Linked DNA regions of Mus musculus: all the other regions are linked to region 5. A link is a contact called in public ChIA-PET, HiChIP or PLAC-seq, Micro-C and promoter capture Hi-C data. All regions are on one chromosome and are shown on one strand. The core of a region is the stretch at or near the end of the contact, and the rest is flanking DNA. Distances in the headings are between cores, read along the strand shown. Region 1 holds the start of Rdh12 (retinol dehydrogenase 12). Region 2 overlaps Plekhd1 (pleckstrin homology domain containing, family D (with coiled-coil domains) member 1). Region 3 overlaps Rad51b (RAD51 paralog B). Region 4 overlaps Rad51b (RAD51 paralog B). Region 5 overlaps Actn1 (actinin, alpha 1). Region 6 holds the start of Rdh11 (retinol dehydrogenase 11). Region 7 overlaps Rad51b (RAD51 paralog B).

Evidence for each region. Promoter capture Hi-C pulls out the DNA fragments that hold promoters and counts their contacts. A called contact is a pair of places that touch in the nucleus more often than the background predicts. ChIA-PET counts read pairs in DNA pulled down with a chosen protein or histone mark. HiChIP or PLAC-seq counts read pairs in DNA pulled down with a chosen protein or histone mark.
Region 1: a contact with region 5 is called in a promoter capture Hi-C map of pre-B cells, with 5 times the contacts expected there. The contact joins the promoter of Rdh12 here to the enhancer-like site in region 5. A contact is called at or near these places in 5 of 39 promoter capture datasets (cranial neural crest, frontonasal cranial neural crest, hippocampal neurons and 2 more), 1 of 115 datasets of contacts at active chromatin or transcription factors (large pre-B cells) and 1 of 9 other capture datasets (macrophages).
Region 2: a Micro-C map of the G1E-ER4 cell line shows a contact between it and region 5. The contact joins two enhancer-like sites. A contact is called at or near these places in 4 of 15 datasets of contacts at CTCF or cohesin (the NIH/3T3 cell line, embryonic stem cells, large pre-B cells and 1 more), 63 of 484 Hi-C or Micro-C datasets (the 3T3-L1 cell line, B cells, the Ba/F3 cell line and 34 more), 9 of 115 datasets of contacts at active chromatin or transcription factors (astrocytes, embryonic basal ganglia, embryonic hindbrain and 5 more) and 3 of 9 other capture datasets (adipose tissue, liver and pancreatic islet).
Region 3: an RNA polymerase II ChIA-PET map of memory CD8 T cells shows a contact between it and region 5, with 27 read pairs. The contact joins two enhancer-like sites. A contact is called at or near these places in 2 of 115 datasets of contacts at active chromatin or transcription factors (astrocytes and memory CD8 T cells) and 1 of 9 other capture datasets (pancreatic islet).
Region 4: an H3K4me3 HiChIP or PLAC-seq map of bone marrow-derived macrophages shows a contact between it and region 5, with 5 times the contacts expected there. The contact joins two enhancer-like sites. A contact is called at or near these places in 1 of 484 Hi-C or Micro-C datasets (bone marrow-derived macrophages), 9 of 115 datasets of contacts at active chromatin or transcription factors (bone marrow-derived macrophages, embryonic basal ganglia, embryonic limb bud and 5 more) and 3 of 9 other capture datasets (adipose tissue, liver and pancreatic islet).
Region 6: an H3K4me3 HiChIP or PLAC-seq map of embryonic stem cells shows a contact between it and region 5, with 6 times the contacts expected there. The contact joins the promoter of Rdh11 here to the enhancer-like site in region 5. A contact is called at or near these places in 6 of 39 promoter capture datasets (the 3T3-L1 cell line, cranial neural crest, frontonasal cranial neural crest and 3 more), 3 of 484 Hi-C or Micro-C datasets (CD4 T cells, pro-B cells and uterus), 5 of 115 datasets of contacts at active chromatin or transcription factors (astrocytes, bone marrow-derived macrophages, embryonic stem cells and 2 more) and 2 of 9 other capture datasets (embryonic stem cells and macrophages).
Region 7: a contact with region 5 is called in an RNA polymerase II ChIA-PET map of memory CD8 T cells, with 7 read pairs. The contact joins two enhancer-like sites. A contact is called at or near these places in 1 of 15 datasets of contacts at CTCF or cohesin (large pre-B cells), 1 of 484 Hi-C or Micro-C datasets (bone marrow-derived macrophages) and 1 of 115 datasets of contacts at active chromatin or transcription factors (memory CD8 T cells).

Annotation. Positions count from the first base shown.
Region 1 is chr12:79,207,555-79,210,510 of GRCm38.p6, reverse strand. It overlaps Rdh12 (retinol dehydrogenase 12), which reads right to left and starts at 1,598. Exons shown (of 7, transcript NM_030017.4): 1 at 1,403-1,598. The coding sequence starts at 1,470.
Region 2 is chr12:80,722,191-80,725,026 of GRCm38.p6, reverse strand. Plekhd1 (pleckstrin homology domain containing, family D (with coiled-coil domains) member 1) reads right to left here. Exons shown (of 13, transcript NM_001177503.1): 13 at 811-2,708. The coding sequence ends at 2,542. Among named protein-coding and RNA genes, the nearest start is that of Gm51986, 4.2 kb to the right of the region's middle. Within about 2 kb of position 1,561, at least 4 of the 459 cell types and tissues checked have an H3K27ac peak or open chromatin away from gene starts, as enhancers often do. A contact at or near this core is called in the G1E-ER4 cell line, where this site is marked.
Region 3 is chr12:79,440,888-79,443,587 of GRCm38.p6, reverse strand. The region is part of intron 7 of Rad51b (RAD51 paralog B); the gene reads right to left. Among named protein-coding and RNA genes, the nearest start is that of Rad51b, 140 kb to the right of the region's middle. Within about 2 kb of position 1,382, at least 57 of the 459 cell types and tissues checked have an H3K27ac peak or open chromatin away from gene starts, as enhancers often do. A contact at or near this core is called in memory CD8 T cells, where this site is marked.
Region 4 is chr12:79,318,136-79,320,864 of GRCm38.p6, reverse strand. The region is part of intron 5 of Rad51b (RAD51 paralog B); the gene reads right to left. Among named protein-coding and RNA genes, the nearest start is that of Rad51b, 22 kb to the right of the region's middle. Within about 2 kb of position 1,339, at least 13 of the 459 cell types and tissues checked have an H3K27ac peak or open chromatin away from gene starts, as enhancers often do. A contact at or near this core is called in bone marrow-derived macrophages and microglia, where this site is marked.
Region 5 is chr12:80,166,913-80,169,722 of GRCm38.p6, reverse strand. It overlaps Actn1 (actinin, alpha 1), which reads left to right. Exons shown (of 21, transcript NM_134156.3): 20 at 707-865; 21 at 1,243-2,181. The coding sequence ends at 1,401. Among named protein-coding and RNA genes, the nearest start is that of 2310015A10Rik, 35 kb to the right of the region's middle. Within about 2 kb of position 1,467, at least 235 of the 459 cell types and tissues checked have an H3K27ac peak or open chromatin away from gene starts, as enhancers often do. A contact at or near this core is called in the G1E-ER4 cell line, bone marrow-derived macrophages, embryonic stem cells and 5 more, where this site is marked.
Region 6 is chr12:79,190,604-79,193,387 of GRCm38.p6, reverse strand. It overlaps Rdh11 (retinol dehydrogenase 11), which reads left to right and starts at 1,533. Exons shown (of 7, transcript NM_021557.6): 1 at 1,533-1,662. The coding sequence starts at 1,598.
Region 7 is chr12:79,538,930-79,541,732 of GRCm38.p6, reverse strand. All of the region lies in intron 7 of Rad51b (RAD51 paralog B), which reads right to left. Among named protein-coding and RNA genes, the nearest start is that of Rad51b, 240 kb to the right of the region's middle. Within about 2 kb of position 1,347, at least 48 of the 459 cell types and tissues checked have an H3K27ac peak or open chromatin away from gene starts, as enhancers often do. A contact at or near this core is called in memory CD8 T cells, where this site is marked.

The DNA.
Region 1 (2,956 bases), core at 349-2,848, 960 kb after region 5:
CAGCTTCCTCCTCTGACCCACATTGGAATCACATGGGTGATACACATTAGAGGACTCAATGGTCCTGAGCCCTATGGCTCCAATAGTTACTATAGGAACTAGCAGATAGCATCTGGGTTGACACATTAACTACTTCCCTCTCAGTTGTCTTTTTTGTTTAGAGAGAGAGCATCCTGAGTGACTTTCTGGCACTTTATTATGGATTTTATTTAGGCCATTGGCACACAGAGAAAGCTTTCTTGTTGAAAACAAGACCAGAGAGTCTAGAATACTTCCTGAACATCACTGGATGGCAGACACTGAGCTAGACACTTTCTATACACTGTCTTTTCTTGATATTTTCTACATGCACTGTCTAGCCTAGGCTAGACTTTCTACACCCAATATTTAGACTAGGCTAGACACTTTTCTACACTCATGAGGTCTATCCCAGGCTTGATTTTCTATACATTTTCTGTCTAGGTTTAAACACTTTCTGCACCCAGTCTACCTCCATGCTAAATAGTTTCTGCACTCACTATCTTTCCACATTTTCCATACATATTATCTTTCCATATGCCATTTATATTAATTTCCCCTGCCATTTCAGTATTACTTCTATATTACAAAAACAAACACACACAAGCAAACAAAAAAAACCTCTGAAGCCCAAAGATGTTTAAGTCATTTCTAAGGGTGGCCGGGACCAAGTATGACACTTTGACACTCTGTCCTCAGTATGCCTATCTAACCTTCCTTTGGGGTGGGGGTGGGGTCAGGTCAGGGGGCAAAGGTTCAAGACAGGGTCTCTCTGTATAGCCCTGGCTGCCCTGGAACTCGCTCTGTAGATCAGTCTGTCCTCTAATTCAGAGTTCTTTCTGCTTCTGCTTCCTGAGTGCTCGGATTAAAGGCACGTACAACCACACCTGGCTCCTAACCTTTCTAATCATCAACAAAATTTAAAGCCCCCACATAGAATAGCCATTTCTTGGCACCTCCACAAATCCCCAGTGAATCATTTCCAAAACACTTCTTGAGAGAAGTATCAAGGGAAGAGAGTTTGCTTCCTTTCCAGAGTGCCTAAGACTTGACAAGGAGTCCCTTAACGATGAAGTCCCCATGACACTCACCTCATCTAGGGACAGAAAAGAAAAGGAAAGTGTCAGAGAAACCTAAAGGAATCAGAGGAAAGTGCCACAGGACTCATCTACTCCGCCTTCCTCCTTCCTCGGCATCCGAATTCAAATCAGCCCCACCTCCTCCCACCCAGGTGCTTCCTTCTCGTTTTCTGCAGAGGCATCCAGAACCCCTCCTTTCCTGTTTTTAATGTACTAATCTCGCCTCCGCCACCTTCCCTCCTTCTTCTTTTAGAAGTCAAAACCATCTTCGTAAAGTATCTTTGAGTTGCTGGATTAAAACAAACCTGATGGATGGAGCTGTCAGATACAAGATGGAGAGGAAGGACGTAAGCAGTACCAAGATAAACAGCATCTTGTCAACTTTCTTAGTTGCTGCTTCCCACCCTCAACCTAGCCCGAGGATCCTTCTCTGGCTCCAATTCCTGGCAGCTTCTGTTGGTTCTTGGTTCCTCTCACTCTGGGACACTCAGCAACTGGCTGGCTTAAGCAATGCCCAGAATCTTACTTAAATCCGAGAGCCGCCAGAGCACAGCCTCCTGGGAGTTGTAGTCCTAGAGGGGTGGGGCTTAAGGAAAGATTAGGGCTTCACCTTATATTGGCAGTGAGAATTTGGCAATACTGGAGTTCCTCCTCAACACGCTATTTTCAAGATAGAATATGTTACACATTATCAGCAGGCTTCAAAAAAGCCAGGCATAGTGACAACGTCTTATAATCAACGTATTTGGCAGGCTGAAGCAGATGATCACTTGAGTCTGTAGTTCAAGACTGGCCTAAACAACATAATAAACTGTGTCAAAACAAAACCAAACCAAAAAAAACAAAACAAAGAAAAAAGCAAGCATGCGAACAAACAAAAAAAAAATCCTCCAAGTCCTAATGATGCTTGAAATATGTGTGATTAAAAATGGAAGAGAGATAGTAAGAAGGATGGCTAAGTAGGTCAAAGCACTTTCCATGTGAGCTTGTTGGTATGTGTCCAATCCCCAGGATCCATGTAGAAGTCAGATGTGGCAGCTCAGGCCAGAAGAGTGGCTGCCGTCTGTAACCACAGTAGTCCTACTTCAAAATGGAAACTGGAGCTCAAAGGCCAGGTAGCCTCGAGGAAGTGGAACTGCAGGATCAAGAGGTAGGTACGCACAAACCTTGCTTCGAAGACAAAGTAAAAGGAGTGACCTGACTTTTGAAAACTTGTTCTCTAATCTCCATATGCATGTCCCTACAAACCCCAAAGTAAATTAACAGGGCAGGGAAAGTGGCTCAGCAGGTATCAGCAATAGCAAACAGGCACAGTGACCTGAGTTTGGTTCCCAGGTCCCACAGCCAACTCTCCAAGTGACACTGTGACCTCCACACATGCTGAAGCCTGTGCATTCCTGCACTCTCATGTATATATAACCAATTAAATAAGTAAAAGTTAAAAATAAATAAATGGAAGAAATAGGGAGTGGCTGAAGGTCCTGTGGGGCTGGCAATGTGCTGGTCTTTGATCTTCGTGCTAGTACACAGGTGTGCTTACTGTGAACAATCACTGAGTTGGGCGCTTTTGATTTGGGCATTTTGTGTGTGTTCTTTACATTACACTTCAGTGAAGTTGACACACCCAACGACATGTCAAGCAAGAGTAGAGTGTTTAAGTATTCTCGAGCTAGACTCAAATTCCTGACTCAAATCCCAGCTCAGCATCCTTCAAGCTTCAAGGTCCTGGGCAAGTTATTGAGTCTTTCTGCTGCCTCAGTTTACTTGATTATCCAATGGGAGTGATTATCAGTTGCAAGTCTCCACATGGCCACTCGGGCCACTCACCTCAGATGATTCTCAGGTCAGGTGGACTCAGG
Region 2 (2,836 bases), core at 312-2,811, 560 kb before region 5:
TACAATTCCATGGGTGGCCTGCAGGGGGCAGCACATCTCTAGGAATGACTCCACTGCCTGTTTCGAAAGCACTGCCAGGAAGTAACACAATTAATTGGCCAATAATTAAGAGTTACCTTTAGAACGTATTATATAATATTAATGTTATATATCACGTCAATTTGTTTCCAGTAAGTAATTCCAGGCTTCCATATTTTCATACAAGGATGCTGGCTGGTGTGCACGCACGTTTGTGTGTGTATCTGCTGTTAGATATGATTAGAGGTAACCTAGGCTTGCCTGAAACATAGAAAGTACAGGGTGAGAAGAAGAGAAAATGAACTAGGGAATTGGTGCTTGTCCTCAGAAAGTACTGCTGAGATGTGAGTCTGTCTACTCTCAGATTCGTGTTAAAATGTAATTACAGTGGTAGCACATACTTTTAATCCCAGCACTCTGCAGGTAGATCTCTGTGTTCCAGGACAGCCAGGGCTACATAGAAAAGCCCTGCCTTAGAAAATCAAAACCCAAACCAACTCAATTGTCATTGAGAGCGGGAACCTATCCCGTGATGGTGGTCACAGCAGCAGCACAGGCCCTTAATCCCCACACTCAGGAGCCAGAGGCAGGCAGACCTGGTCTACAAAGGGAGTTTCCATCCTTCATAATTCACTGGGCTTGGTATGTACTAGTTCTGTTGGTAGAGTATTGCCTTGTTTGCTTGAAGCCCAGGCCTCAGGTTAATAGTTTGACCAGGAACACCAAATGCATTTGAAATTTCCTCCTAGAGCAAGCCATTATTAATTCTTTAAAAACAAAGGAAACCAGTAATCTAGTTTTATGCCTCTTCATTTCAAAGTCCATTCCACATTCATATTTTGCAGACAAGCTCTGGGTTTATGCAGGTTTATACACATTTATAGCTTTATATTTACATTCGGACACACTGATTCCAAAACACCCTACCTAAGACCACCCTCACCAAGAAGGGACCACGGAGAAGAGGGCAGCTCAGATCTTGACAAGGGTTCTTCCACGGGGCTACTTCCGTCCCTTCCTCAAGATGCTTCAGTCTTCTGGACAGAAAATGGATGCCTTTGATCTAGCACTGTCTTAGCACCCTGCCCCCTTTTAAAGGGTCTTTAAAAAAAAAAAAGATGTAAGTGTATGGATGTTTTGTCTGCATGTATGTACATGTACCATGTGAGTGCCCGGTGCCTGTGAAGGTCAGGAGAAGGTGTTGGATCTCCTGGCAAATGAAGTCACATATGGTTGGTTTTGAGCTACCATGTGGGTGCTGGGAACCAAGTCTGGGTGCCCCGAAAGAGAGAAACAAGTGCTCTTAACCACTGTCCACATCTCCGCCCCCTCCCCAAGTCTTGTTTGTCGAGACTGATAGACTCAGGCAGCTTCTGAGGGATGGGCCCCAAAAGACTGTCACAGATAAGGAGCACACGCCTCAGTCCTTGGCCTCCTGAAGGGTAGTGGTCTTCCATAAAACCCGCAGGCTGGTGTTACAGTGTCACTCTGACAATGCTCTACCAAACAATGGCTACTAGTTCCCCACAGGCCCATGTTCCCATGTGGTGGGTTCCTGGCTGCATTGGTCCACTGAGTGAGTCTGCTGCAGGGAGAGGAGGCAGCAAGGTGAGCCAGCTGGGAGAGAGACAGACCTCTGCGCTCTCAGGGCAGCAGGGTCACAACAGGCCTGACTGTGGGTAACACCGGAGCTTCTTCCAGATCTGGCTGTGCGGACTTTGGGAAACCCTGGGGTCAAGGACTCTCAATCGGGGCTGGAAAAGAACAAAGTGGGATCCCACACTTCTCCTGCACCCTCCAGCAGGTTGCTGGAGCTATATATGGAGAAACCCATTTGTGAATAGGAGGCCTGGGTGGCCTTACAGCCAGGACAGCCCCCAGGAATACTGCAGAGAGGGTGTGGGGTGCTGTGAACCTGGGGTTATATCTTAGAGCCTCCTTTTCCCTCTCCAAGAACATGGAATAAGTGCAGGGCATGGACAAATGTTGTACTGGAGGATCAGGAACGAAGAGAGAGTTAGGGGGTGTTATGTGACCAGGGTCAGCACAGTAGAGTCACCGAGGGGTATGGTAGGTACCAGAGGAACTATTCAGTCCTCATGGAACAGACAATTTATCTTCTTGACCAACAGATATACCACACAGAGCCAGGCCTCATCATGGCAACTAGGTAGCACCCAGTGTGGACCCACCTCACCTAGGGTAGACCCAAAGTCAGGGCTCGGGCATGGAGAGATGGCTCAGTGGTTAAGAGCACTTGTTGCTCTTCCAGGAGACCCAGGTTTGATTTCCAGCACCCACACGGTAGCTTACAACCATCCACGACTCCAGTTGTAGGGAACCCAATATTCTCTTCTGACCTCCAAGGTCAGGGCTCTGGGTGAGGCAGAGGGGGTATCGCCTCCTTCGAGAATGAGGGTGCCCCCTCACACCCAGCAGTGCTCTGGTGGAGAAGACCCAGGGGCGTCAGACCTCCCTGCTGCCCCACCAAGGAAAGATAGGAGGCCGGAGTAGGAGTTCCCATTACTTTCCTCCCCGGGGAAGTGCAGAGGCCCCAGGCTGGGTAGCCATGATGTGATAGATGGATTCCCGGAAGCGCTGGTCTCTGCTTAGCCGCTTGGCTACCTCCTTCAGCTCCTCTATGTTGTTGGCTTCTAGCTGGGAGGTCATGAAGGACTGGGATGGCTTCACTGTAGAGATGAGAACCCGTTGCCCATGAATAGCATCCCCCCCATGCTGAGCCCACCCTTCCTCCCTCATCCCAGTCCTACATGCTGCTGAGTTTCTCTTGGTCCTTCCTGCCCCCAGGCTGGTTGAG
Region 3 (2,700 bases), core at 133-2,632, 730 kb after region 5:
CCAAGTATTCACTGAAGCAATTAAAGCTTGCATTTATGAAAGACACTCACAAATTAAGAACCCTTTATCTGTAATTCCAAAATAAAGATGAGCAGAATGTCTGTTAGTACATAAGGCAATAAATGACAGCCTGTTTGTACAGAGTGTACTATGCAGGGATCTTTTTAAAAAGATGAACAAACAACTCAGACATGCCACAAATTATCCCCGAACAGAGCAGAAGCCAGACACAAAAGGATATATACCATTGAGTCCATTCACTTGGGATTCTAAAACTTACAAAACTATCCTCCTGTGATCAAGAAGGATCCTATTGTTGTCTGGGGACAGGGTGGGGACTGCATCACAGAGGCACAAGGACATTCTCTGACAAGATGGAGATGTTTTATAATTGACCACGGGGATGGTTATGAGACACACATTCTTCAGAGGTCAGTGGACTGCAGCCTGAGGCCTGAATTGTAATGTTCCATCCCAGCACTCCAAATTAAAAACAAAACAAAACAAAATCATGAAACCTTGATGAGTTCTCTTGGGAAAGTGTTATAAAGCAGCATTCTTGGCCCTTCCATGCTTTCCAAATTCCTGTCGTCACACGAGCTCTCTCTTTTACACAATTCCCGCCATTAAGGCAACTAGTCACACCTTGACACAGCCAGAGACATGCTCACCAGAGTCAAATCAGCAGGCCATCTGATCTCAGCTGCCAATCTCAAAACTGTTAGCTAAGTAAACTTCGTTTTTTTTTTAAACTTAGTACCAAGCCTCTGATATTCTGTTATTATAAAAGAAAACAGATCAATACAAGTCATGTACTTTTTATCACACTTAAGTTTAAAAAAAAAAATCCTGACCTGCTCCAATGATCTCACTGAGAGGCAAACACCCTCCCTTCAGCATACTGTGAGTAAAACTGAAGGCCACATAACAACATAGGCATAAAGTTTTTGCTGAAACCCAAACATAATAGTTCATGCCTCTAAATCTCAGTATTCAGGAGGCCGAGGCAGGAGGATTACAAGTTTAAGATTAGTGTGGGCTACACAGCAATGTCTTAAAAGACACATACACCTCTTGTTTAGTCCCACTGGTTTTCATACACACGTTTCCCTATGAGAGCCAGGGACGGTGAGTAGAATCCCAGCCCCTGAGGTGTAGGTTAGGAGGGTTACAAGTCTGAGGTCTGCTGAGCTACACGAGAGACAAGACTCTGTCTCAAAGCGGGGTGGGGGAAGAAAGAAAAAGAAAACTGAAAGTGATTTGGTTGACAAAAATCTAAAAGGAAATACTATTTTTAAGTTGAAAAGATAGTGGGTTTTCTTTGCATCATTTACTGATTTTAGAACAATGAATACAGCAACCACCAGTGACTCTACTCAATGAGAAAAGAACGCAGAGCACATCTGAGAGACTCTGAAAGGCCCTCGAGATTACACGGACAGTATATTCAGACTTCCTTCTCAAGTGGTTTTAAACGTGTTTGACATGTTTTATGTGTTGGATGAAAAATTTAAGGCTGCCCAACTTTTATAGCATGATTTTGATTTCAAGTCCCATCTCCTATATCCAAACTAATTTGTAAAACTTTTCAGGAAGTTATACACAACTTTAAACTTCATTAAAGCTGCAAGCGTATGTTTAAACGTCAGCGAATGGCATTGAAAGCATGTTTACTGAAGTTTCCATAAACACACTCTAGAACTCAGAAAGGCAGGTCTGCTGATTATGTTGGAAGAGTCAAAGGTCACCAATGATGGCTTACATCTTCTCTTGAAAGCCCTCCTCTTTCTTCCTCTGCTGTCTTTTAAAGAGTCATCTTATCTCTTGTGCTGTAAAATAAGTTTAAACAGTTCCCACCCAGATCTAGGGCCATTCAGTGTTCGTGGTTTTGAGCCTGCCCCACTCAAATTAATCAATATTTCCTCAGCAAACACTGGGATTTAGTACTGAGCTGAAAGGAAAATAAGAAAAGGCTTTGTTAATTGAAAGAAACGACAACCCTGGAAGCCACTTGGGTAATATTTTAAAGGCACTTTTGTAAGTCATTGAAGGTAGTCTCCAGCTCATATGCAGTCCTCTTCCACACAAGTCAAAGCTGATCTACAGGATCACCAGGGTCTGGTCAGAGTGATGGTGTGTAGCTTCCAAGATCTCTCGGCGTTTCGAGACTTCAGAGCCAGTGCCAGCATTGAGCAACAACATGACGCCATGACCCTCTATCTGCAGGGTTTTTAAGTCGTGGATGACCACAATACTTCACCTCACAACTCAGCAAAGACACAACCCCAGAAACACCTGACCAGAAACGTTAAGGCTCCTGAGTACTGACATCCTGTTTATTTAACATGTGAGATCACTCAAACGAGGGCCAAAAATCAAATCCTTCATTTTTAAAGATTCCTATATCTAGTGTAGCTTACTGATTTTTGGCTGTATTACATGTCTTCTCTTGATTAAATGATTCTGGGGATGAGAGAGTATTTACTTGTTTATTTACAAAAGAATGAGTGTTGGAGAAACCTGATAATTCTTGCTGATCTGCAGATAAATAGCATTAGTTTAAATTGTTTACTATTTACATTTTGGGAAAAATTCTTTAACCTTAAAGGCAAAATTGTCCTTAAAAGAGGATAAAATGTTTATGTATTCATATTTACTGTACTGGATATTTGACAAGAGTTTGATTTTGTTTTGTTTTGT
Region 4 (2,729 bases), core at 90-2,589, 850 kb after region 5:
TCACCTAGGGAGATGATACCTCAGATTATCAGGAGCAACTGGATTTAAAGTATAATTCAGGCAGGGAACCGGAAGAACTTGATTGATTGGATGAATATCTAGAACAGTAGTGATTCAATCAGGATTGTAGTTACTAGTGTAGTGTTCTTCCTCTCTCTCTCTCTCTCTCTCTCTCTCTCTCTCTCTCTCTCTGTGTGTGTGTGTGTGTGTGTGTGTGTGTGTGTGTGTGTGTGTGTGTGTGTGTTTAAACAGGGAAATCCAGAATTCATCTTCAGGTATATCAAGCTGTCCACATATATAGATGTGACTGTAATATGTTATTATGTCAAGTGGCAAATGTATATGAATCTGGAGCTTGTGGGAAAGCTCAGAATATGAACACAGGACCCTTCTGCCATAAAGAAATGTGCTAAAACCATGAGAGTGCATTGAGAGATTGAGGACAGATGGAGGAAGACCAAGATCCTAAAACTGAGTCCGGGATTCTCCAAGGCTTATATGCTGACAAAATGGAGAGGGACCAGCAACACAGACTAACATGGTCAGAAACAGGGATAAAACCTAAGAAGCCAACTGACAGGAACTGTTGGGGAGAACATGGTGGCTGTGTGATAGGGCTGAGAGTCAACACTTCCTGGTGATGTGACAGCAAACATACTGTACAAGGGCAGCACATTAGTCAGTTTATAGTAATATTGGTATACACAAACTTACCATGTTACCAGTCATATAAAAGCACAGTATATAAATTATGCACAGTATACAACACTTGGTGATATTTCTGCCTGTGCTCACTCTGCTAGCAATCATTACTTCAGATTGTAAGTTACCTCTACAGCATTTTTAAGGTCTGGAAAACACAATGCATCAGCTTCACACTGCTTCTGCTCACCACATCTTTTGATTGTGTGCAGAGGCTACATCCATGATGAACACACACAGCAGTCTGTGTAAGCACACAAGAACAGAGTCACAGGACTGACTGGCTTAGTCATCCAGTCCCCAAACCATACCACTACCACTAAGCAACGCATGGCTGCATTTTATATACTATTGAGTTGGAGAAAGTTTTGAAAATCAATTTCAATATAGGGCTAGGAAATAAAGCCAATATGGAGTGAATTCAAGATAAATAATAGGGAGATTTTGCCTTCTGTGCACAAAAGATTAACTGGCTTGGGAATTGCCCCGATAGCATCAACTAGAAAAGCAGACAAAATAATCTGAAAGAACAGTTTCACACACTAAACAATAGTTCAAAACTGTGACCCTCCTGAGAAAGGAAACTAGTAAAGGAACCTAAAGTGCCCCAGGCTCACACCAGAGGCACTTTCTATTCTACGACACACAAAAGGGGAAGCCAATGTGAGTCTGGTGGACCCAAAGATGAGATCAGAGTATGAAACAGCTAAGCTGGTAGAACTCATGAAGTCACGTGCAGAAAAGAAAAGGTGGCGGTGTGTGGGGGGGGGGGGGTGGGGTGGTACACTCCAGAGCTAATATGCATAATGTATGGAAGGAAACGCTTCAGGATGAACCAGGAGACAACGGGAGACTAAACACTTCCAGCACTTACACAAGATGAAAACAGTGCATATTCCCACACCCACAAGGAATACAGAGATCTCACGATACCTTGGGTAACAGGTGGGAGTCCTCAGAGGGACTTCACAGTGCTAAGGCTTAATCGGTCTCAAAGACCATCAAAATAATCTTAACTATATATTAAAACAAAAAATCTAACACCTCAGAGATGTACATTAAAGTTCAGCATCTAACATAGCCATGTCTAACAATCATTAGGAAAGGGCTGGAGAAATGGCTTAGCCATTAAGAGCACTGTCTGCTCTTCCCCTAAGGACTCAGTTTCAACACAGCACCCACATAGCAGCTCACAGCCATCTGTAACTTCAATTCCATGGGATCCAATATCCTCCATGAGAACCATGGACTGATGCACAGATATACACATGCAGGCAAACACTCAGACACATAAAATAAATTTTTTTCATTAATAGGCATGTAAAGGAGAAGAAAAGATCTATAGTCAGGAAAAAATTTAATTACTAACAAAAGACCAGAAGTTGTATAGGTGATGGCATTATTAATGCCCTCAGAAACAACTATTTGCAATCTTATAAATGTATATAAGTAGGTAAATGAGAGGATAGACCAGTATACTATGTACTGTAGACACAAACAAGAATAATCTGTTTCTGTGAATAAACTCCTATTTGACCATGTATTTGTTCACTTCCTATTACAGCCGCTTTTGCACTGACAGCAGAACTGAAGAACTAAAAGACTAAGAACTGGAGGTGGCTTGCAGCCTTAATCCCAGCACTACACAGGAGAGGGAGAAGCATGGGTTCCCCTGAGCTACACAGCAAGACTGTCAGAAACACAAAGGAGAGAGAGGGCAGTAACTCAGCTGGCACAGTGCTTGCATTGCAAGCATGAGGTCCTGGGTCCGATCCTCAGAACTCATGGAAAAAAGCAAGGAGAGACAGCTCAGGCTTGTAATCTCAGAGCTGGGGAAGCAGGGACAAGCTGGTCCCTGGGGCTCCCTGGAGAACCATGCCAGCCCACTGAGATCTTATCTCCATGAAAAAAAAGAAAGAGAGAAAGAAAGAAAGAAAGAAAGAAAGAAAGAAAGAAAGAAAGAAAGAAAGAAAGAAAGAAAGAAAGAAAGAAAGAAAGAAAGAGGGAGGAGCTGGGGCCTAGAAAGA
Region 5 (2,810 bases), core at 218-2,717:
CATCCAGCTGAGCTGGATAGGACCTTAGCTGGATAGACAGGTGTCCACTGAACCAAGTACAGAGCCCATGGGATGCCCAGCAGGGTTAAAGGCTAGACTAGAAGTATACTCCGTAAATTCCACATTGCTATCAAAGCTTGTGGTCTCAGATGTAGTGAGGAAACCTCACAACGTGGTTGTAAGAGTTAAATAAAGTGATCACAAGGACTGCGTACTTGTCTGGCACACTTGTCATGTTAAGGAAACAGCATATGTTGGAGCTAGACTGCCTGCGTCCTAATCCTAGCTCCCTACCTCCTAGCCATGTGACCTTGGGTAAGTCACTTACCCTGTCTGGGCCTCAGATTTCCCATACAATGGGAATACTATGATTTTATTCAGTTGTGATGATAAGATGAATTTAGAATATTAGCTGGCCTATATAATACATGCTGTATGAGTGTTAGTTAGCCATTGTTGAAGTTATCGTCATTATAATTAATACTACCCATCATTTTCTGTAAGTGAAACCCAGAGCTCTGCAGGGGGTGGGAAGTCCTGAGACTCACAACGTTTGGGTCACTTTCTCACCCTGGGGCAACCCAAGCCAGATCAGATGTCTGTTGTGCCTCCTGTTCCAACCATAGGCAACTTGGAGCTGGAGGTACACTTGAGATGCCCCAGTAGGCCGTTAGGGTGACAGGTGTGGGTTGGTTGTCTCCTCCAGGGAGAGGCAGAGTTTGCCCGAATCATGAGCATTGTAGACCCCAACCGCTTGGGGGTAGTGACGTTCCAGGCCTTCATCGACTTTATGTCCCGAGAGACGGCAGATACTGATACTGCAGATCAGGTCATGGCTTCCTTCAAGATCCTGGCTGGAGATAAGGTAGGATGTGCTGACGCTGAGACAGTGGGTGGTTACTGTAAATCGGTAGGATGAATGAAAAAGTCCGAGTGAAATAGGTTTGGAAGGAAGTTGAAGTAGATACTAAAATGGAAAACGTGACGTGTTTAAAATACCATATACAAGTGATATATTACTTGTAAATATATAATATGCACTTAAATATATATATGTACATACACACGGATGTCTCTGTTATATGTATGCACGCACGTATTCTACAGATCAAGTAGAGCGAGGAAATTAGAACACGGGTACTTAACATTCCCGGCAAGTTTACGACCTAATAGTTGCGGCAACGCCGCGTTGCTTTCCGGCCGCTGCCGAGGTTTCCGACCCTGACCATGCTTTCTCCGCAGAATTACATCACAGAGGATGAGCTGCGCCGTGAGCTGCCCCCTGACCAAGCCGAGTACTGCATCGCAAGAATGGCCCCCTACGCGGGCCCCGACTCCGTGCCCGGTGCTTTAGACTACATGTCCTTCTCCACGGCACTGTATGGCGAGAGCGACCTCTAACCCGCCCCTGCCTCCCTCCACCACCCCCCCACCCCCGGCCTTCTGCGCGTGCGCCCCACCCTGCTCCTCCTCCTCCTCCGCCCAGTCTGGCTGGCTGGGTTCATTATTTTCAGCTCAGCCACCAAGGGGGCAGAGCTCCGACCCAGGCGGCATCAAGCCTCCCTGCCCACAAAGTGACAGTTTACAAAATTATTTTCTGCAAAAAAGGATAAAAAAAAAGTTACGTTAAAAAAAAATTTTAAAAAGAAAAAAAAAAACAAACAAAAAACTACATATTTTATTATAAAAAAAAAAGTATTTTTTTCTCCACCAGTCTTAAATGGAAAAGAGGAAAAATTAACTATTTGCACCGAAATGTTTTTGTTGTGACATAGGAAAATAACCAAGCACAAAGTTATATTCCATTCTTTTTACTGAAGTTTTTTCCTCCTACCTGTTCTGTCTGCTGTATTCATTTCTCTAATTTCATGCCCACTTGGGGGTGGGGTAGGTGGGTACTCTCATCAGAGGCACATTGGTGCATGTGTGTTTGCTAGCTCACTTGTCCATGAGAATATTTTATGATATTAAAGAAAACCTTTTGAAATGGCTGCTTTTCAAAGAAGATAATTCATGGCTTCTCATTTTTCAGTCTCTTCAAAAGTGTGGCTGGCCTGTTTTATGACTGCAGAGTTGTTATGTTTTTTAATTTTGAATATTGCCTATTAAAGATAGGACAAACTTGGAGATTATGATGTTGCTTGGCACAGACTGTATTAAAACAACACTCCCGTGACATTACTTTGCTTGTTCCTTTGGCTGACTTCCAGAAGTGGGGGTGGGTTGTGTCAAGAATGGTGTGGGGTACCTGTCCTCACCCACCTCTAGATTTCTGAGCCTGGTTTGGTACATTCTCACTTCTTTAAGAGGAGAAGATGGCCTCCTCTATGTACAGGGGAAAGCTAACAAGCGCATGAAAGAGCCCCTGACGAAAACCCCCAGCTTTCTTGGTTCTCTGTGGCTGTCTGTGACTTCTCTGTGACCCCGACCATTTTGTTTTTGCTGCAGGGGACAGCTTGGATTGTGTCAGGGTTGTAGTCCTCTTTCCTACTCTAAGTGTTCCATAGAGTACTGGGGCTTGGTGGCAGGGTGTACAACCAGCCTATGCCAGGCCCTGAATTCAATCCCTTGAGACCCCAAAATGTGCCACAGATAGTAGCTGTTGGTCATTGCAGGGACTCAATGACAATGCAGATTGCCAGCATTCCCCCCATATCCAAACATATATGATGATAAGCTCCAATTTATCATTTGTTGTCTAAGAATATATGGTGGTGGTGGGAGCCTGTTGTTAGAATTTCCAAGACTACAGAGCAGAGCAAGAGCGATCATGGTTAAAATAACTTTGCAAGTAGAGATATGTCGAGTTG
Region 6 (2,784 bases), core at 284-2,783, 980 kb after region 5:
AAGGCATAAGTTGCCAAACAGCAAGTTTCTTCATCTGGGGCAGCTATGAGCAAGTCATCAATATGCTACTAGAAAGTTATCTGGGTGTGGGCCTGCCTGTATGTATATGTATATGTGTATGTGAATGTGTATATAAATATATGTCTGTCTGTCTGTATATGTATATGTATATGTGTATATGTATATAAGTAAGTATATATCTGTCTGTCTGTCTGTCTGTCTGTATGTATGTATGTATGAAAAATGGTTGGAGCCTTGCTCTATCTGTCACATGTGTGAATGTATGTGTGTGTGTTTATAATTCTTCCCCACCACCCCCTCTCTCTTTTCTTTCTCACTGATCCCCAAAGAGTTGTCTCAAGAAGGCTGAAGGTTGAAGCAGGAAGGAGAAAGCTGCAGCTTTGACAACTCCTGAAGCAGTACTTCACAGCTGTCTGTGTCACCTCTCAGAGACTACACCAGTTTATTGTAGAAATACTGTTAAACATGTATAAAATGAATAAGAAACAGAATACGTAAAAGACTTTTTTCTTTGAGCTGTGAGCTGCTCTCTACATACTAGACACTAAGAAAGCGTTAAATGCTGATGATTACTAGATAATCCAATACTAAATCTGTAAGAATATGTCTTCTTCCCAGGTGCTATACAGTATATGGCTCCAACTTGACTGTGGAACAGGTATCTTCCAATGAATGGAAATTAATTATGCAAATGAACCAGAAACTGAATAGTGAAGGTGGGAAACCACAGACAATGACTTTTAAAACTTGTTAAACATGATAACTCATGTTTATCCCCATGAGGTACACCTCAAAGGAAAGAAAAGTTTGAACAGGGAGTTTGCCTTTTCCCAAAGAAATGTTCCTGGCCTTAGTTCAAGACGGGATTAAACTCTTTGACAAAGTGATAAAACCAACTGTGCCAATCTGAGAAATGCATTGTTTCCTTGAAGAGTAATACATGATATAGTCATCCAAGAAACTATTTTATTATCAAATAACAACCAAGGGCTTGGGAAATTATGAAGGATACTATCATAGATCGAAGTACACACAACCGTGACTCTCTAGGAGGTCTTAACTTGCTTTGCCCCATAGGGCAAAGGTCATCTCTGAGGAAGGACATCTTCCGCCACACCAACTGTCCGACTAACGGCTCCTGCCCTTTGTAATTAACCTCAGAATACTTTCCAGACGCTGTCTCCCAGACAAAATGTAATTTCCTAATAATGATTGGGGAAAATTGAACCAAACACTGGACTTGGGCTCCAGGAGATAGCAAACCCGCGAGACTTCCAAAGAGTCAATTAGTGGCCAGAGGAGTGGTAGAAGGGCTGGCTCAACGATCCCACAGGCCTAGGCCCTGGACCACTGAAGACCATTGCTCCACGGTTGTGTTATTCAACTTTTCATAGTGCTTGGAAGTATACTCTGAATGTATCACCGCCAGGCGGCCGCCAAATCCAGGACTACATTTCCCAGAGGGCTTTGCTCCCTGGCGGTTGCAGTTGAACCGGGGTGTGTCTAGGATCAGAAGCCATAAGTCCCGCTGTCCTCTTTAGAGCATCAACTTCAACTGCGCTTCGGTGGTGCTGAGATGTTCGGATTCCTGCTTCTGCTCTCTCTTCCCTTCATCCTGTACTTGGTCACGCCAAAAATCAGGTCTGTGCGAATGTTGCTTTTTCTTGCCAGGTCTTTTAGAGAAGATAAAAAATCCCTACTGAAGCCCTCTCCCTAGCCCCCGTAAAGAAAGACTAGGAAAGGACTGAGAAGCCCTTTAAGGTAGCAAAGATCTGGAGTTTACTGGACTGTAGGCGAGATCCTGGTGCCCTGGATGTGGGCACGGCCAGACGTCAGACCCCAGGTGGTCGTAAAAGCGCTCCAGGTCTCCATCATCCTGTATTGCTCTTTCTGGCCTACCTTATTTCCTCTAGCACTATTTGCTCTCTAGCTTCGGGAAGCCGCTGAGTATGGCGGGCTTTAGATTCTAACTGTTTTCTCCACTCCCAAGCTTTGAACCAGCCTTTGTCTAACTATTTGTCTCCAGCCCTTGAGGTACTACAGGAGGGTTGCACTTTTTGCTCTCTGAACCCGATGCCAATGTTATCTGGGGCATGCTTCCTTGTTGCCGTTATTCACTTGTTTAGGTGTTTGTGACAACTGAAGGGGAAGATTCATTGTCCTTCGGAGTAGGAACACGTGCTTGTTTGCCCTAATTAGATTACTAGGAGCCAGGAGAAGAACCACGTGGTCAAAGGATGGTTTCTTAATTAAGTGTCAGGTCAGCCCAAACCTGGAGGTGTGTGTAATCACCTGAGAATCAGCGGCAGGCTACCACAAGGGGCAGTCCACTGATTGGTTCTGAGTAAGTCACCAGGAGTGACGGTGGACCAGTAATAAACGCCACCTTCTTTCTGGGCGTGGCCATAGTTCCTATTGGAGCTGAGGCTGTGCCATCCTTCTGTCATTTCTTACCATGACCAACATTTTTTCTTCCAAGACCTACTTCCCACTCTTTTTGCTTTTTCTTCTCTCTCTGGTGGCTACTTTCATTTTTCCCCTCTCCTCTCTGAATACTTACAGCTCCCATAAGTAGGCACACATGGGCCTTGTACTCAGGTAAAAACTTGGGTTTCTTTTTACCACAAGATCTTCATATCCATATAGAATCTCAACAAAACATGAACCGGAGCTACATCCAGTGAAATGTGTCTTAGAAGCGAGCACTCTAAGGACTCTACTATCCCCGTTGGAGCCAGCATGGGAGAGTGGGGCCAGAGCTGC
Region 7 (2,803 bases), core at 98-2,597, 630 kb after region 5:
GTCTTATTTCTCTTTCATAACATAGGCTTGACGAGTTGGAAGTGAACGCAGCCAAGCACAAAGCGCCATCCGTGGCTAAAAGGAAATGATGCAATGAGCGAGAAGCCTGCTCTTCACTTCCATCCCTTATGTTGTCTCTTTAAGAGTCTTGCTTTAAACAAAATTGGGGTGGTAGGCCAGTGTAGTGGCTTGTATGGAGATTTGATTATTATGATTTCTGCCTATGTAATTCCTTATATAGCGGATGAATGAGCTCCCACAAGCTTCTGGATTTGGTAGGGATGCTTTCGCAAGCCTCTAAGTCCTGGTCTTAGCTGTTTGCAAACAGTTACGTTGTCTTTTCATCTGGTTAAGCTTCTTATTCTCCAAAGTTAAAAAACAGCAATTGTGAACTGGGCACTGACTAATAAAGAGACAAACCCCAGCTCTCCTTTCCTGAATATATTTATATTTCTCAAAGTGATCATCATTTGAGCCAAGAGGAACTGGACAAACACATTTGTAGTTGATTAAGAATGTTAAGGACAGAAAAACTAGGAACCATGGGCCGTTCTCCTCTCGGCAACTGACAATGCATTTCCCAACCTTTGCTAAGTGAGAACTCTGCTTGCAGAGGAGAGGGAAGGGACAAAGTGAAATTTAAGAAGGTGCTGTTCAACCGAAGACCTAACAGAACTCAGTGAAAGCAAGCTGACAGTTGAGTGACTGCCTAGCATGTAAGCAGGGGGAAAGGAAGGAAGGAAGGAAGGAAAGAAGGAAGGAAGGAAGGAAGGAAGGAAGGAAGGAAGGAAGGAAGGAAGGAAGGAAGGAAAAAGGAAGGAAAAAAAGGAAGGAAAGGAGAGAGGGAGGGAGGGAAAGAGGGAAGGAAGGAAGGAAGGAAGGAAGAAGGAAGGAAGGAAGGAAGGAAGGAAGGAAGTAAGTAAGGAAGGAAGGAAGGAAGGAAGGAAAAGAGAAAAGCAAGAGGGGAGAGGAACAGTAGAAATGCTGGCTAGTGAATGCACACATGTGAGGGGCTATGACAAAGTGTTGAGCTTTTAAGATTTCTATCAGCCTAAATTACTAATGTAAAACATAGTACATAAGATGGACAGTAATTCATGTCTATACCAAAGTATTTAGTATTTTCTTCAAAAAATAAAATAAAATAAAGTTTCTAGTGAAAACTTGTATAGTCCTGAACCTTCTTCTCACATCAAGGAAGATTTAACTGCAGAAATACCTAATTTCCTTCCCATCCTGTCCTTGCTCTTACAAAATAAGAGAAAGTGACAGATCAATAACTCAAAACCTCTTCCAGAGAAAGAAAACCTCATGTACGCATCCGGGGCTGTCAGGCTGAGAACCTGTCAGAGCCCTGTTCACACAGGAAGCCAAGACTTCTGCACTCGTGGGTGGAGGTGGAGCCTGGGTGCCCTGCCCAGGGGCTTTTGTTCCAGGGGTCTCACCAGATGAAAAGTCTCTCTTTTTCTGCCCCAAGTTCAAGTTTCTATTTCCCGAAACCCTGGTGTAAAATTCCACAACACCACCACTCCCCATACACTTTCTTTGCTTCGTTTACATCAGGCTTGTGTGCTCAAAAATGAGAAGACAAAAGTTTCATAAGCTTTTTCAAACTGCAACTTGCTGTTTACAACTGTGATAGACAGATAGATTCATTCTCAGGGCCCAGCACTTAGAACGGTGATAGAAATTATGTTAAAACTGTGAGATGAATTATGCTGTTCCCTGTACAAGACTGTTTACAAGAGAGGTTCCACTAGAACGAGAAAATGTTCATGATAAAATGGTAAGTGTAAAAACACTATTTAAAAATTATATGTGAAGGGCTGAAGAGAAGGCTCAGTGGTTAAGAGCACTGGCTGCTCTTCCAGGGGAGCCAGGTTCCTGACCCAGCTCCCAAACTGTGGCTCGCAACCAGATTTAGCACCAGTCCAGCGGAATCGGATGTTCTTCTCTGCTTCCACAAGTACTGTATGCATGTGGTACACACACACACACACACACACACACACACACACACACGCACACACACTAAGTAAAATGTTCATACCAATAAAAATAAATAAAATCTAAAAACTACATGTGAAATATGAGCTAAACTGGGTAAAATGTTTAATTTGTATAAAATATTTCTAGAAAGAAATACAACAGATGCTTTCAACAGTAGTGATTTCAGGGTGGGGCTTTCGGTGGTAAAATTTTAGGGCAGCTTCATTGAGATACCATTCACCTTCCAAACAATTTACCCACTGAAAGCATTTCAACAGTTTTACCGTTATTCACAGAGCTGTGCAATCATTACCACTGTCTACTACAAACAGCTTCATCATGTCTCTAAGAATTACAGGGTTGCAAGTATAGTCAGGAATGGAACCCGTACTTATCATGCAGGAAGAAGCCCTAGGTTTGAGCCCTAAAGCTAGGGAAGGGAGAGAGAGGAGGAAATGGGGAAAGGAGGGAAAACACACGAGAGAGAGAGAGAGAGAGAAAGAGAGAGAGAGAGAGAGAGAGAGAGAGATAGATTATGTGTTCTAGTTATTGCACATAGATCACTTTCCCCCAGTATGAAGCAACCACCAACCCCAGTTTTGCTCGACAGATTTCCTTGACATCATATAAACTTCTGCATTTTGCTTTCAAGGTGCATCCATATTATACCATGTACCCATAATTCATTTCTTTCTTTGTTGAACAACATGACATTGTATGTGTGTGCCATATTTTGTTGATTTATTCATCATTGATGAACATTTAGGTTGTTTCAACATTTTTCAGCATTCTGAATAATGCTATCAACATTTCT